2 separate regions of the Danio rerio genome follow, and region 2 is linked to region 1. The links are chromatin contacts, called in public HiChIP or PLAC-seq maps. All regions are on one chromosome and are shown on one strand. Each heading gives the region's core, a stretch centred on a gene start, on an enhancer-like site or on the middle of the called end of the contact. The rest is flanking DNA. Distances are from core to core; before and after follow the strand shown. Region 1 holds the start of nova2 (NOVA alternative splicing regulator 2). Region 2 overlaps nova2 (NOVA alternative splicing regulator 2).

Region 1 (6,630 bases), core at 2,957-5,456:
ACCGGTTGCTAGAAGCTCCCAAGAGAGTCACGGTTCAAAATAAGCAACATCAGCCTGTGTATTGAGAGCTTACTTTGGGGACCTTAAAAAAACAGCAACAAGGCAATAAACCACATATACTTCATTGCTTTGTTTGCTATAGATGCAGTTTAAATGTACAAATGCAGATTCATAATTAGGCCAGACAGCATTTGTGCTTAAGCAGTTCATGCATCTAATTTTAGTGGAGCGATGAAAGGACCACTTTCCCTTCCCGGCTGTCCAAGCAACTGCCTGAACAAAATGGCTTCCGATATAAACATTGCACCCCAAATAAACATCATACTCGCTTTCTGCTGCACGTGACAGAAAGCAGCGTGCTTTGTTCTATCAAGCACGAAAAGCTCGAGGAGAAGCTTTTCGCATTGCTTCTTTCATTCATCTCATCCATATTCATCTCAGGTCTCGTCCTCCATTCCATGGCAGACGAGTCGAGAGAGGCGAGCAAATCAGCCAATGTGGGGACGACATTCACAGCGCCCTCCCAAATCCTCACCATCCTGCATGAGATTTTTTTTTTCTTTGACGCAGTGCATTAAAGAACAAACCGAACCAGCGCCCCCTTCGTTTTGAAGCGATTGTATGGTGATCAATAGGCAAAGGGCTGCATGGATAATCAATGATATGATGGGAAATTGGAGAGATGGATCCAGGACGAAGAAAGAAACGATTGGCCCGATCAAGAACCGTGATTAGAGATGAAACACGGGAACACAGTGCACAATAAATCTATATCTAAAACAGTTGTATAAACTTGTGCGCTTAATCTGAAAACTAGTGGGAGTGTTGCGTTGTAGGTTGTGGGCGAGAGACGAATCGGTTATTGGTCCCCGTTTAAATGTCTGAGGGGGTGGAGGTGAATCTTCAAACGCAGCTGGCAAATCATGTTTATGTAATAACCCCATGTAAGACGGATCCTGCGTCTATTTTCTAATCCTACAGGCAGAAATGCACAAGCTATGGAATTTTAAAAAAGGGCTAGTCACTCATTTGGTATGCGAAAATGTCTTTATGTAGTAAAAAGCGACACCGAAACGCACGCACACTGGGTCACAGTACCGTAACGCTGTCCAGCTAGGACATCTGTATCCTCTAAAACAACCTTTTGTAAATGGAAGCACTGTCCCGTGCCAGTCCATCCATTTACGAAATTAAAACATTACATCTTATGAGACAGCTCGGGACACGGAGAGAGGCTTTTTGGTTAAGTCGAAGCCTTAACGATCAATTGGCAGGAGCTCAATTTTTGTTTTGAAGCCAACTGACTTTCATCTCAATGTGTATAACTTTGTTCTTACAGGCATTCGTCCTCCACATCAGGATTTTTAAGGAGTAAAAACTAAACATGACTCTAAATATGACCATACAAGCATATAAACTCTAAATCAAACAAAGTAAAAGGTAGAAGGAAACAAATTGGACATATTATTGTCAGAGTCGTTGTTAGTTGTGTTTTACAGTTTCAGTACGCTGCCCTCAATCCATAGTTTTACCTCAGAATCAGTCTATAAAAAGTGCATGTGCACTAACTTAAACAATGATCTGCCTGTTTAACTGCTGGTGATTAAACTGCGGGAACATTTAGACCCTAAGTGGATGATATCATGTTAATGCGTGCCATATTTTCAAACTCTTTCAAATTAAATAGGAGTAAAATCTAGAATACTCCCTCTGGGATTTTTATCAACATGTCCCACCAACACTTGGAAATATGATTAAATGACTAATAACTAAATAAAAAAAAAATTATTATTCAGAGACATTTAGCTAACATTTAGACATTTTCTAACATTAAGTTTGGAAAAAAGTATAAATTCTAACTATAGATGCTTAAATTGAATAACAGTGTTGCAAATATGGTAAAATAAGTTAACTGTTGTTATATCAGTGCATATAGCAATATGCAATACCATAAAATGCACTGTTTTAATAAACTGGATAAAATTCATTGAGTATTAGAATAAAATCAGAGCTCTTACAGCTCTTGTATGAATTAATTTCCTTAACAGGCTAAGAGCTTTGATCATTTTATAGAGATTTCATAAAAATTAATTTGTAACAGATGATTTTTATTGGAACTTAACAACATAAGATTACAACACTGAGATTTCCTGTATAATTTTTATTGATTTGTTTTTGACATTTAAGAAATTTCAATATTAAAATTTCCAGAACTGCGGGAACCCTGTTGAATAATTGCAGTTGGCACATAAATTCCAGTGAAGCCTAGATCTCTTAAGCATCAAAGTCTTTTCATTTAAGCAAATGGATCTGCCTGTTATGCCTCCCACGGATCCAACATGCTTCTTCTGACTGACAATTCATAATGCTTTCTGCATTGATTCTACCCATGTAAACATTCACCAATCACTTCATCTCTGCACCACTGTTAACTCTTTAAATGTAACTACAAATATTAAATCTAAAATAAATACAAATAAGACATTCTTGCACTTTGAAAAATAAAATCTTACCTTTATTGAAAACTTGAAGTCTTCCAATTGAAAAATACTCTGTAGGTTAACAATATTGTGAATATAAAGAAGCTTTATATCTTAAGCTTTGCCTTTAATGTGATTTTTTTTTAAGGCCCAAATAAAATGGTTTGATAAGAATTTAATCCTAATAGGTCAGAAAAACAATGTTTTAGACGTATAATCTGCAACCACACTAAGATTTATCAATCATCTGAATGGATAATACATTAAAAATATGTGCATATATTGTTTTTAACGTAAATTGAATGACAAAACAGTTGAGCAGACAAGTGTTGTGCACACAGGGCATCTTATGGCATCTGCAGGAATGCATAATAAACAAGCAAGCATGGGCCCAGTATAAACAAAAGACTACAGTCAAATATTGAAGCATCTAAAACACTTCAGAGCACTGAAATTACAAATATGGACATTTTAGATTTTTAGATTTAAGACATTTTTAGACATTTTAGATTATAGAAGTTTTAATAACATTATATTAAAAATATTAAAGTGCACGTGCTTTAATAGCTCATAACCCTATATATATATATAATATATAATATAATTCTTTATCTTCTGTTCCTGGAGTATTAATTTTCAAATTTCCAAATAAAAGATTATAAAAGCACCGGATCATAACGCAAGGTCATCTGCGGTGATAACAAGGATGCGTAAACGCTCGAGCCATGTTTTCCAATGCTTAGGTACGTGCTCACTATATTTGCCTATATTTAGGAATACACTACTCCTTTATCCCATACATAAGCTTTTAATGTAGGAATACGTGTTTGGTAAACGACCGTCGTCGGTGCGTAATACTAGACGCAACCACCAATTCAGGGCCACTTAAAATGGACGCGAACTGTAAATATGAATGTAAAAGCTCTGATGCACATGTCTGGCGAAGCGCGAGCACGTTAAATGGCGAGATGCGAAAATGAACCTGCGATCATACTTTCATCTTCACCACTGGGAGCAAAACATCAAAGCACTTGTCTCGTCTTTTGGGAAGAGACGCTTATTTGTTTGCCAGCATTCGGCTCTTACCTCCTGTGTTTGTGCGCTTGGTGCTGCTGGCCTCCGTCGGGGTCTCCAGGGGTCTTTTGCGGGAATCGGGGGGATCAGACTCCATGTGCGGCTGTTGATTGTGATGATGCGGATTGGAGAAAATCCCGTTTTGCTGCACTGCCCCACCGGCCATCATTTTTTATAAAGAAGCTTTAGGCTCGGTCTCGTCTCCCCTACAAACAATACGCAGATATGCTGTTTTCTAAATGTGAAACCACGATGATATGAAGGTTTTTGGGGTGCGTCGATCCTCCGTAGCAGCGCTAGATAGAGAACGAAAGACGCATAAATATCCAGAGGCTCGAGGCTGGACTGATATTAATAACAAGTGATGTGGGAATCGTCCTCGTTTTGCGGCTCTGCGATGGCGCTCTCCTGCTGGAAAACAATATATGACCTCAGCGGTCAGCAAGAACTCTCACTGCTAAAAGCTGGGAAGATGCGCGAATAATAAATAGCACGAGGAAATGTACAAGAGGCGAAACTGAAAGAAAGCGGATCCCGCATGCAGGTGGATGAACCCTGCGGATGGAGCTTGGATGGTGTGTTGAAGCGCCGCACGAGCGCTTGACGGAGATGCGATGTTTCTGGAGGCTCGGACTCGGAGATGCTGCAGTCTTGCTTTCAGAGCATCTTTGCGCGTTTCTGCTGGAGCGCAGAGCAGCGGGTGACGTCATGCGGAGCCGAGTGCGCGGCTGTCAAATGTGGAGCCGCAGACACGCCTCCCTCGAACCGTGATTGGTCGAGGTTTGATTTTTTTCCGGCAAAGTGGAGTATAAATCCTGCGTGTCACATGACAATACTGGAGGAGGAGGTGGTGATAAAAATGAAAGAGCATCACTGTAAAATAAATAGGCAGAAAGATGTTAAAAATAAATAAATAAAAGTTTTAAATGCGCAGCTCGTCTCTCTCTAATCTATAAGTGTTTAACCTATTTTTTGTTGTCATTATAACAAGTACAAAATATATATAAAATATAAGAGTATAATAACAAAAAAAGATATATCATTATTAATTATAATAAACATCATTATTTATTACATTATTGTTTAACTTTAGTCGTTTTTATTGTTTGTTTATTATTGTTTTATAAATAAATAATTGTGAAATTATACATGAATAATTTGATTGTAATAATGACAATTTCATTACTAATAAAAAAAATTGATAATAATTATTCTTAATAATCCATTCATTGTTGTTGTTGTTGTTGTTGTTGTTGTTGTTGTTATTATTATTATTATTATTATGTAATTTGGAAAAAATATTAATAACATTAAAATAAAACATTAAAATAATAATTATTATATAATTACATATGTAAAAGTAAAATAGAATATATGTATATGTATTTATTTATCATGTTGAAATGTACATTTATATACATTTATTTTACTTTATATTTAAAAATAATAAAAATATCATAATCTCTTTAAAAAATGTAAACAATTTACAAAGAGGTAAACATTTTTTCAACTTTAGTGTCCTGCAGTGCCCAGTAAGACACTGTCCTTGACTCACACACACATACGCTTCTTCTGTGTCAACAGAAGGCCGGAGGAAAGCCCTTCTCTTCCACCAGATTCACATCAAGGTGATGCTGCTCTGTCTGCTGCATGCACACAAAGAGCCACCTCACGCAATTTCACATTTCTGTGGAAAAACCCAGCAGTGCGCCAGTGCCATCTCAAATACATAAGCCTATGCTCAGTGTGAGTTTGAAGTATGAGACAAACCGATACTGAGACATTTGGCTCCTATTTACCGGGAGGAAAACTGAGCAAAATAAATGACTATAAAACACTTGTGCTCCTTTGAGTCTGGCCATCCATAAAATGCAATCAATGCGAAACAATCAAAGTCAGTTGCTTTGTTTATACTTCCAGTCACATTCTAGAAAAGCTCATTACTCATTAAATCAAACGGGCCAATTGTTTGATTTAAACAACTAAAGCTTCAGAAATGTGAGAATTATGATCAATGATGCCATGAATCTGCAGTTAGTTCAAGCATATGCATTGTGTTGTATGGGTGCATATGTAGTATAATGCGTTGCATTAAAGAAGCTAATGTGATTGAGTAAACTTAAAGGATTCTCATACAGAGCTGCATGATTTATCTCTCTCTTTCTCTCTCTGTATAAAAGCTGGGTTCCAGTGTTGAAACCTCCCAGCAATCAATTTTGTGTTTAATCAACGTCTAATAGATATCTAAACTTAGACAACTTAGCTAAAACAAGGCTAAACTTGGACTGTCAGTAAAAATCTAATAGACATCGATAGCTCAAATCTAGACTAGGGGTCAAATAGACAGATTAGACAGACTTTATATGTGTAGTCATTCATTTCTGTTTATTTGATGACTAGTCTAGTTTTGGCCTATTCTTAGACGTCTATTAAATTTTCACTGACAGCCCAAATTTAGCCTTGTTTTAGCCAAGATGACTATGTTTAGCTGTCTATTAGACATCTTTTAAAAACAAAAAAATGATTGCTGTCATTTCACTTGTTATTTTTTTTACAAATTTAGGTGGATTGAACACAAAACAATTGAGTTATCCCCCCCAAAATGAGAAATTGTGTTATTTCAGCTCATTTTATATAAGAAGCTTGAACAAACAGCAAATATTTTTGTGTTTAATAGAGGTCTAATAGACATCTATACATAGACAGCTTGGCTAAAACAAGGCTTTAGTCTCAGATAGTTGATTAGATTTTCACTGACAGCCCAAATTTAGCCTTGTTTTAGCCAAGACAACCATGTTTAGATGTCTATTATGCAAAAAAGAAATGGACCATACATCAAAATTCTTTTGGAAGTACTCAAAGTGAATCTAGCTTGCTACATAAAGGAACTCAAAACCCCACCCATCTAACATTGATCAAAATATTTATGGAAGGTTCATTAAAAAATTTAAATAAAAGGCATGCATAAATAGCATTTACAATCATAATATGAAACTGGGGGGGGGGGGGGGGGGGGGACAAAAATTAAAAGAACAAGAATAAATTTATGATTCTTAATATTATATATTCTTATAAT
Region 2 (6,630 bases), core at 2,207-4,706, 70 kb before region 1:
GGTCATTCCCTGAGAAGCTGGACATGGTGGTGGGGAAAGCACCCACTCCAGCCAGACTGGCCTGCCCCAGGAGACTGGAGGCTGTGGCTGCTGCTGCTGCGGCCGCAGCTGGCATCACCTCTGCTGAGTTGGCGTACGGGGATCCGGTGGGGTTAGAGTTGGCCACTGGGCCAGAAATGTTGGAGTAGCTGATGTTCAGACAGCTGCTGCTTTGTGGATCCTCCTGAATCTTCTGCACAATGATCTCTACAGCTTTGCGGTTTTGCTCAGGCTCCCCGCTGATGGTAACAACACGTTCCTGCAGGTTGATGCCATCGGGTTTTTGTGAAAGCTGGACCCAGGCGCCGGACTGTTCCATGACAGCCTTCACCGTGGCTCCACCCTTGCCAATGATCAGTCCTGCCGTGCTGTTCGGCACTATCAGCTTTGCCTGAGGAGAACATAAGAGAAGCTGGTGTCAGTTAATGATTCCTTCTACTAAAACTAGCACGTTTGCTTGTCCACCATGCACCATTTCTTTTAAGATTTTAGGATTTGAAGTAGAAAGTGTGGTTTTAATCCACTGAGAGACAATTAGTCACAGTACAACTAAATTTCTGTAAACACTAACGGCTATTTTAATGGCCACTGCATTTGTATGTCAGATTGTCAAGCCTTTTTTTAGTGCTTCGTTATTGTTCTAAGTTAGCATCTGTTTCTATTTTGTTTTCTAGTATATTGTCAACTAGTTTAATCTAGTTTTATTTTTTTACTTAACAGCAATGGATTGTTCTTAGTATGTTCTAGACAATTTCTGTGAAAAATAAATTCTTCTTTAATAGAGGCGGGAAAAGTGTAAATAGTGGTTACCATGGTTTCTTCCCTAACTTAGAAAGGCTTGCTTCTCTGATCAAGCAGTGATTCATGCTGGTACTTTTTTTTTACCAAAGCTTCACACAGAACATACCGATCTTGTTAAAATTATTTTAAAAAAGCACCATGACTAAATGTGTTTATCAAAATGATCTGGAATTTCTTGACTACATGTATTTCAATTATATCAGATACCAAATTCATGAGAAGTAACATCATGATTTCAGTTCAGAATTTATGTAAATGTGTTGGAGAACACGTTTCTTTTTAGATGCTGTAACAATGCCATTCACCTATTTAAACTAGTAAAAGATAAATGTTTTAAATAGTTTGAAAGAAATAACATTATGAAAGTTTAACATTTTACATGGGGAGGGTTTTAGTATCGTGTTATTTTTAAGGTTTAAGGTTATATTTAGTTAGTTTGCTCTATAACCAGAAATTCATAAAGAAAATAAGAGCATTCAAAACGTGGAGTTTCTCATTTCTACCTATATAGATAAATGAGTTTTATGATATCAGATCATCTCTAGAAACTGAAATGCCTCACCCCGCTATTTCATGGCTGAAGCAGTCAGTTATTCACATGAACCTGAGCATTTATATCAAGGGTTAAGCACACTTGCATATATAAGAAAATAGTAAATGGTAGCAACATAATGTTGATCTGAACCCCTCCACATTTATAAGCCTTAACAATGCAAGGAGGAATCAAAATACCAGCATGCTAAAATGTCCTGTGCAAATGTACAGCCTCATACCAAGGTCTGAGAGGCCAAACGCATTGCAAACATAGTCAGTTCCTGGGACGACATTCAAAATGAAATATTACTCATAATAACAATTGTCCATATTGTGAATGGCATATACTAAGCTATATAAGGAAAAAATATTCAGACAGTGTAAATAAACTTTTAAATGGGCTAAATAAAGTCTGGTTTCAAGTTAATGTCCCAGACTGCCACTGCAGCACATACTCTTGTAATTTGTAGTACAAAACTTAATGAGTGTATTTGAATTATAGTAATAGTAGTTTAAGGTAGAAGAATCAATTAAAGAGATTCTGCCTTGTTATTATAAACTAGTGGCTTTCATGACTCTTTCACAACTCTGGCTGGCCAAGCTCTGAATTTTATTTATTTTTTTAATAAAAAGGCCTACTGTATTAGTCTCACAAGGTATGGTTAATGTTTCAGTTGAAATGCAAATCAAAGCTGTGCATTCCTACAATGTAAAAATTATAAGAACAACTAGTCATGACGACATACTGTATGTTTTTAGTTCATTGTAACTTATTAAACCAAGTTAATCATGTTCTAACTGAATTTGATAAGGTGTGCAAGCAGTTTTAAGTCAGTTTAAAGGGTTCTATTTTAACAATCTAGGGGCAAAGACTAAAGCACATGGTGCAAAATCATTAAGGGTGTAACGAAAAAAATATCTCTCTGCGCTGCTGCCCATGGTCTAACAGGGTTGTGCTTATTCTCTTAATAAGTTCTGGGAGTGTTTTGAGAATAAACCAGTCAGAGTCTTTCTCCCATTCCCTTTAAGAGTCAGTTGCTAAATGCTATGGCACGTTTACTATTTACATAGCTGATTTTTTTAGGTGTAAAAACTGAATGCTTTAAGAGAAAATAGTTAAACAAACCATCTGACAGGTGGACAAAACAAATATAAATATTAAAACAAATAAAAATAAGCATGTAATAAATACTACTAGTAGTACTAATAATAATAACATTATACAAAAGCAAGTTGTCGCGAATAAACTTAAATTTTTTTTTTTACATTTTAGTCCTCCTTTTTAATTTTTAAAGATATTTGTTTATTATTGTACATCCTGTGTGTATTAGCAATGTATAAGCGAGGTGCACAACTAATGTGCTCTCCGCTGGACTTTAGATCTGCTTTCAGCTGCTCAATTGCTCAGTCTATTTTAGTTCCTCAAAATCACAACACGCCAACAATGCGCCTTAACATACCTCTTTTCTAGACCGGAACACCCATGAGTCCTCAAAGTGGCAAAATGGATTTGCTATTTAAACAATGTGGCGTAAAACTGGAAAATTAGGGTTGTGCTGGTATGAAAATAATAACACATTGCAGCAAACACGTCTAACTCCTTATTGCGCCGGGTGTATGATAGGGCCCCTATAATGCTAATTTGATTCTGAATTATTATTAAAAATTTAGGGCAACCAGGATTTTTTTTTCACTGTGTAGGAACTTCAGGAGAACTTTAGACTAATAATAATGATATAAAGCTGATTAGTAGTATGTATTTTAATAGTAGTTACTAGATGAAAAGCAAAAAAATGTATTGAAGAAATTATGTATTAACAATTGTTAATAAAAATGACAAGATTTATTAAAAAAGCCCAAAAAAGTACATATTATAAGACAAAAATAAAGATTGTTTGTGTGTTTTGTTCTTGCACTTCCTGAGCTGTGAATCACTAGGTAAAAAGAGGCTCCTCCTGAAAAGCATCGACTCCCAGGGGTCAGTGTTTCCATGGAAACTCAACTCCAGCATTCAAGGGGGACTGAAAAGGGAGTCGGAATGATGCATAGCAACCAACCAACCAACCCCCCTCACACACTCGCAACCATTCACTTAAAACCACCAGCTACTTCTTGTATGCGCACACATACAACACAAGCCTATAGGAGCAATACTCATTGGTACGCAAGAAAACATCACACGTTTCTGCATTTCGTCCATGCAACCTGACATATTCGCTCGCTAATTGATCCGACAAATTAGCGCTTGATCCCTTTGATCATTGGCAGATACATCTATGCGCCGTAGCATTATTAACAAAATATGCGGTGTGGTGTTCGCTTTGACAGTTAATTACTCTGTGTAATGAAAAGCTCCAGCCCTCCGAGAGCGCTTTGACAATGCTGGATATTTTCTGAATATTTGCACTGTCAAAATGACAGATAGAGAGATGAAAACGGTAAATAGGGGAGACGGGAAGAGCGGGTGGATGCGAGTGAAGAAGGATGTGTGCGTCTGTGGGGGCGTGTGTTTGTGTGTGTGTGTGTGTGTGTGTGTGTTTGTGTGTGTGTGTGTGTGTGTGTGTGTGTATGAACAAAGCAAAGGAGAGACTGGAGGAAAGCAGAGGGGTTGGGGAGGGGGTGGTGATTGGCTCAGCCTTTACGTTCGTTTCTTTTGTGAGACGTTTCGTTCTTTTCACTCTTTGCCTCAAGGTCTGCTGAAGCTCGCTGCCCACAGACATGTCTTTACAGAAGCTGTTTAGCCTTGCCACTGTAGCTCCAACTCTCATTCAGCGCAAATGAATTAGCATAGAAATGAAAAACTGCCGACAGGATATTTCATGGACTCCTACATTCACCTTTTATCTTGCTAGAATAAACAGAAGCTTGTATAAGGAACATCTTGAGCTAAACAATGGTATCGACTATTGGCGTTTAATGCATTGCGGGTGCAGATTGTTTTGATGACTGGGATTGATCAGTACAGATACTCTGCTGCACGTCTGCTTTGTTAAATTTATTGCTTGAACATTCAAATTGAAAGCTTAACTCAATAGATATGTTTCCATCCACCTATTTTAATGCACATTTTGGATGTGCACATAAAATTTGCTTGATTAAAATGGCAAGATGTGCATACATTTTAAAAACGTGCACAAAAAACATGCGCATAACTGAGTAGGATAAACTTTTTATTCGATTAGAAAAGATGTGCATAAACTACGATATAAACACTTTTACCGAACAAATTCCAGTATGCGCATTAAAGTCATGTGATTTTGTTAGAAGAGATCACGTGGTGATGAAAATGTGTGTGAATGGACAAACCAGCAGGCTGAGCTTACTGTAAAAGCTCTGAAATGTTGTTTTGGTCATTCTAAAATGCTGTAACCATTTCAGTATTAGTGTTATTATGTTATTAATTACCTCCAGAACACAGAGGTGCAAGGAATTTAGCAGCTTCTCTTACCGCAGCAAATTACATTTTAAATTTTGATGTATGTGGCACCAGTTAATGAGGAAGTGACGCTTTTATTCTTTTTGACCCATTGAATGATAACGCTGCTTTATTCGCACATCTTTTATATGATATTCCAGTTTTTGCATACATTTAATTTACATTTTTGGTTTTGGATATATATAAATATATATTTATATTTCTAGGTTTGGGCTTCGAAAGTTTTTTTCCAAATCAAAATGTTAATTGAAATTTCCTTCATATAAAAGCACTAAAAATCTTATTGACTTCATACTGATATTATTATTATTGTTATTATTATTATTATTATTATTATTTTACATATACAAGTCTATATAAAGTATAGGACTAGGCGATAAAATGGTTATCGGCATTTATTTACCAAACACCATGGTCAATAACGATAAAAAAATGGTATGAAGTTTCTGTTTAAAGCACTATAGTTTTATTAAAATGTGTCTGCTGAGTACATGCCTTGGAAGGGATGCCAATAAGCTTAGGGTGTAAGTTTGTCATTTCCAAAGGCGTGCGACTTGCATGACGCGCACATGGGAGCGACACACGTTTATCACACTTTTCTAAATGCATGAATAATGAAGGTTAGTTCCTTTACTTAAAAGCTCAGATTTGATTATCATAATTTGTGTTGTTAACAGAATTTGAGCTTAACTGAATCATTATTATTGACACCTTACAGATGTTGATCAACCTTTACACAAACTTTGTAATATTTTATTTATCAAGTTTTAAGGGTCTCTTTAACATTTATGTTTATTTTATCATAAAGAGATGAGATATTTTGTTTAAGTATTTTTGTTTTTGCCTTAGTAATGTTAGCTTAAAATAGTGGTTAAATAAAAAGAAGTCCTAATATTCCTAAATGTATTGTTGATAAAATATTCAATAATTATCGATACCGAATGATATGAAACATGATATCGTGATCACTGTTTTGCAATATCATCCAGCCCTGACATAGCATGATTTAAATCTTATGAAGTGACAGGCAAATAAGATCTAATTATAACAAACTTATCCTGATAAGAACATCTAGATGCATCAATCTACCCAAAATTTTTACCAACAACAAGCTGATATTAAACCAAAAATCCAGCTCTCTTCAAAACAACTATTAGCACAATTAAGTGGCTTTTGTTGCTACTTTTAGCAGCTCCAGCTCCTTCCTCTTCCTTCTCCGCCTCTTTCTTTATGATGCCTTCATTTCGGATGATGGCATTTGGCAGGAGAAGTGCTGATAGAAATGAGTGAGTCTGTGGGGTAGGAAATTGAGCAGCGTCGACACATATGCAGGTTAATTTCACTGAATGCATTCAAGTGCTGAGCCAGAAGAGGTGGATGCTGCTCTGTCTATCTATAAAGAAGTGGGACGGAAGACAGGGAAATAAAGAGAGAGAGAGAGAGAGGGGGACGCCTGCTGTTGCCGCTGCGCCACCAGTCATCTGGGAATAGAGGCTTTTGATGAATTGTCGGGTGGTTGCTGCAGGGGGTTGTGGGTAATGGGCAATGAAAGATTGGTCAGCCATGAAGGACATGTGTGCGCTTCTTATGTAGACGGTGTTACTTTGTTCTATTACTGCTTAGAAAAATATATGAAAATAATGAGAGCAGCATCTGAGACTAGCAAAGATTAATCAAAAGATGCAGTCTCGTTCTGTGTGGGTTTTTGCTGAACGGGCAGATCAAACCCCAGGAGTCTGCTGTATCCGGCTGCATATAAAAAAAAAGGTTCTGCCACTGAAAAAAAAAAAAAAACTTCCTCTAAACTCTTTTCACTAGGG

The links. HiChIP or PLAC-seq counts read pairs in DNA pulled down with a chosen protein or histone mark.
Region 2: an H3K4me3 HiChIP or PLAC-seq map of gastrula embryo shows a contact between it and region 1, with 2.7 times the contacts expected there. The contact joins the enhancer-like site here to the promoter of nova2 in region 1. A contact is called at or near these places in 7 of 18 Hi-C or Micro-C datasets (caudal fin, embryo, gastrula embryo and 1 more) and 2 of 4 datasets of contacts at active chromatin or transcription factors (embryo and gastrula embryo).

The regions. Positions count from the first base shown.
Region 1 is chr15:31,190,979-31,197,608 of GRCz12tu, reverse strand. It overlaps nova2 (NOVA alternative splicing regulator 2), which reads right to left and starts at 4,206. Exons shown (of 5, transcript NM_001309524.1): 1 at 3,567-4,206. The coding sequence starts at 3,723.
Region 2 is chr15:31,259,862-31,266,491 of GRCz12tu, reverse strand. It overlaps nova2 (NOVA alternative splicing regulator 2), which reads right to left. Exons shown (of 5, transcript NM_001309524.1): 5 at 1-430. Among named protein-coding and RNA genes, the nearest start is that of polr1g, 47 kb to the left of the region's middle. Within about 2 kb of position 3,456, at least 19 of the 62 cell types and tissues checked have an H3K27ac peak or open chromatin away from gene starts, as enhancers often do. A contact at or near this core is called in gastrula embryo, where this site is marked.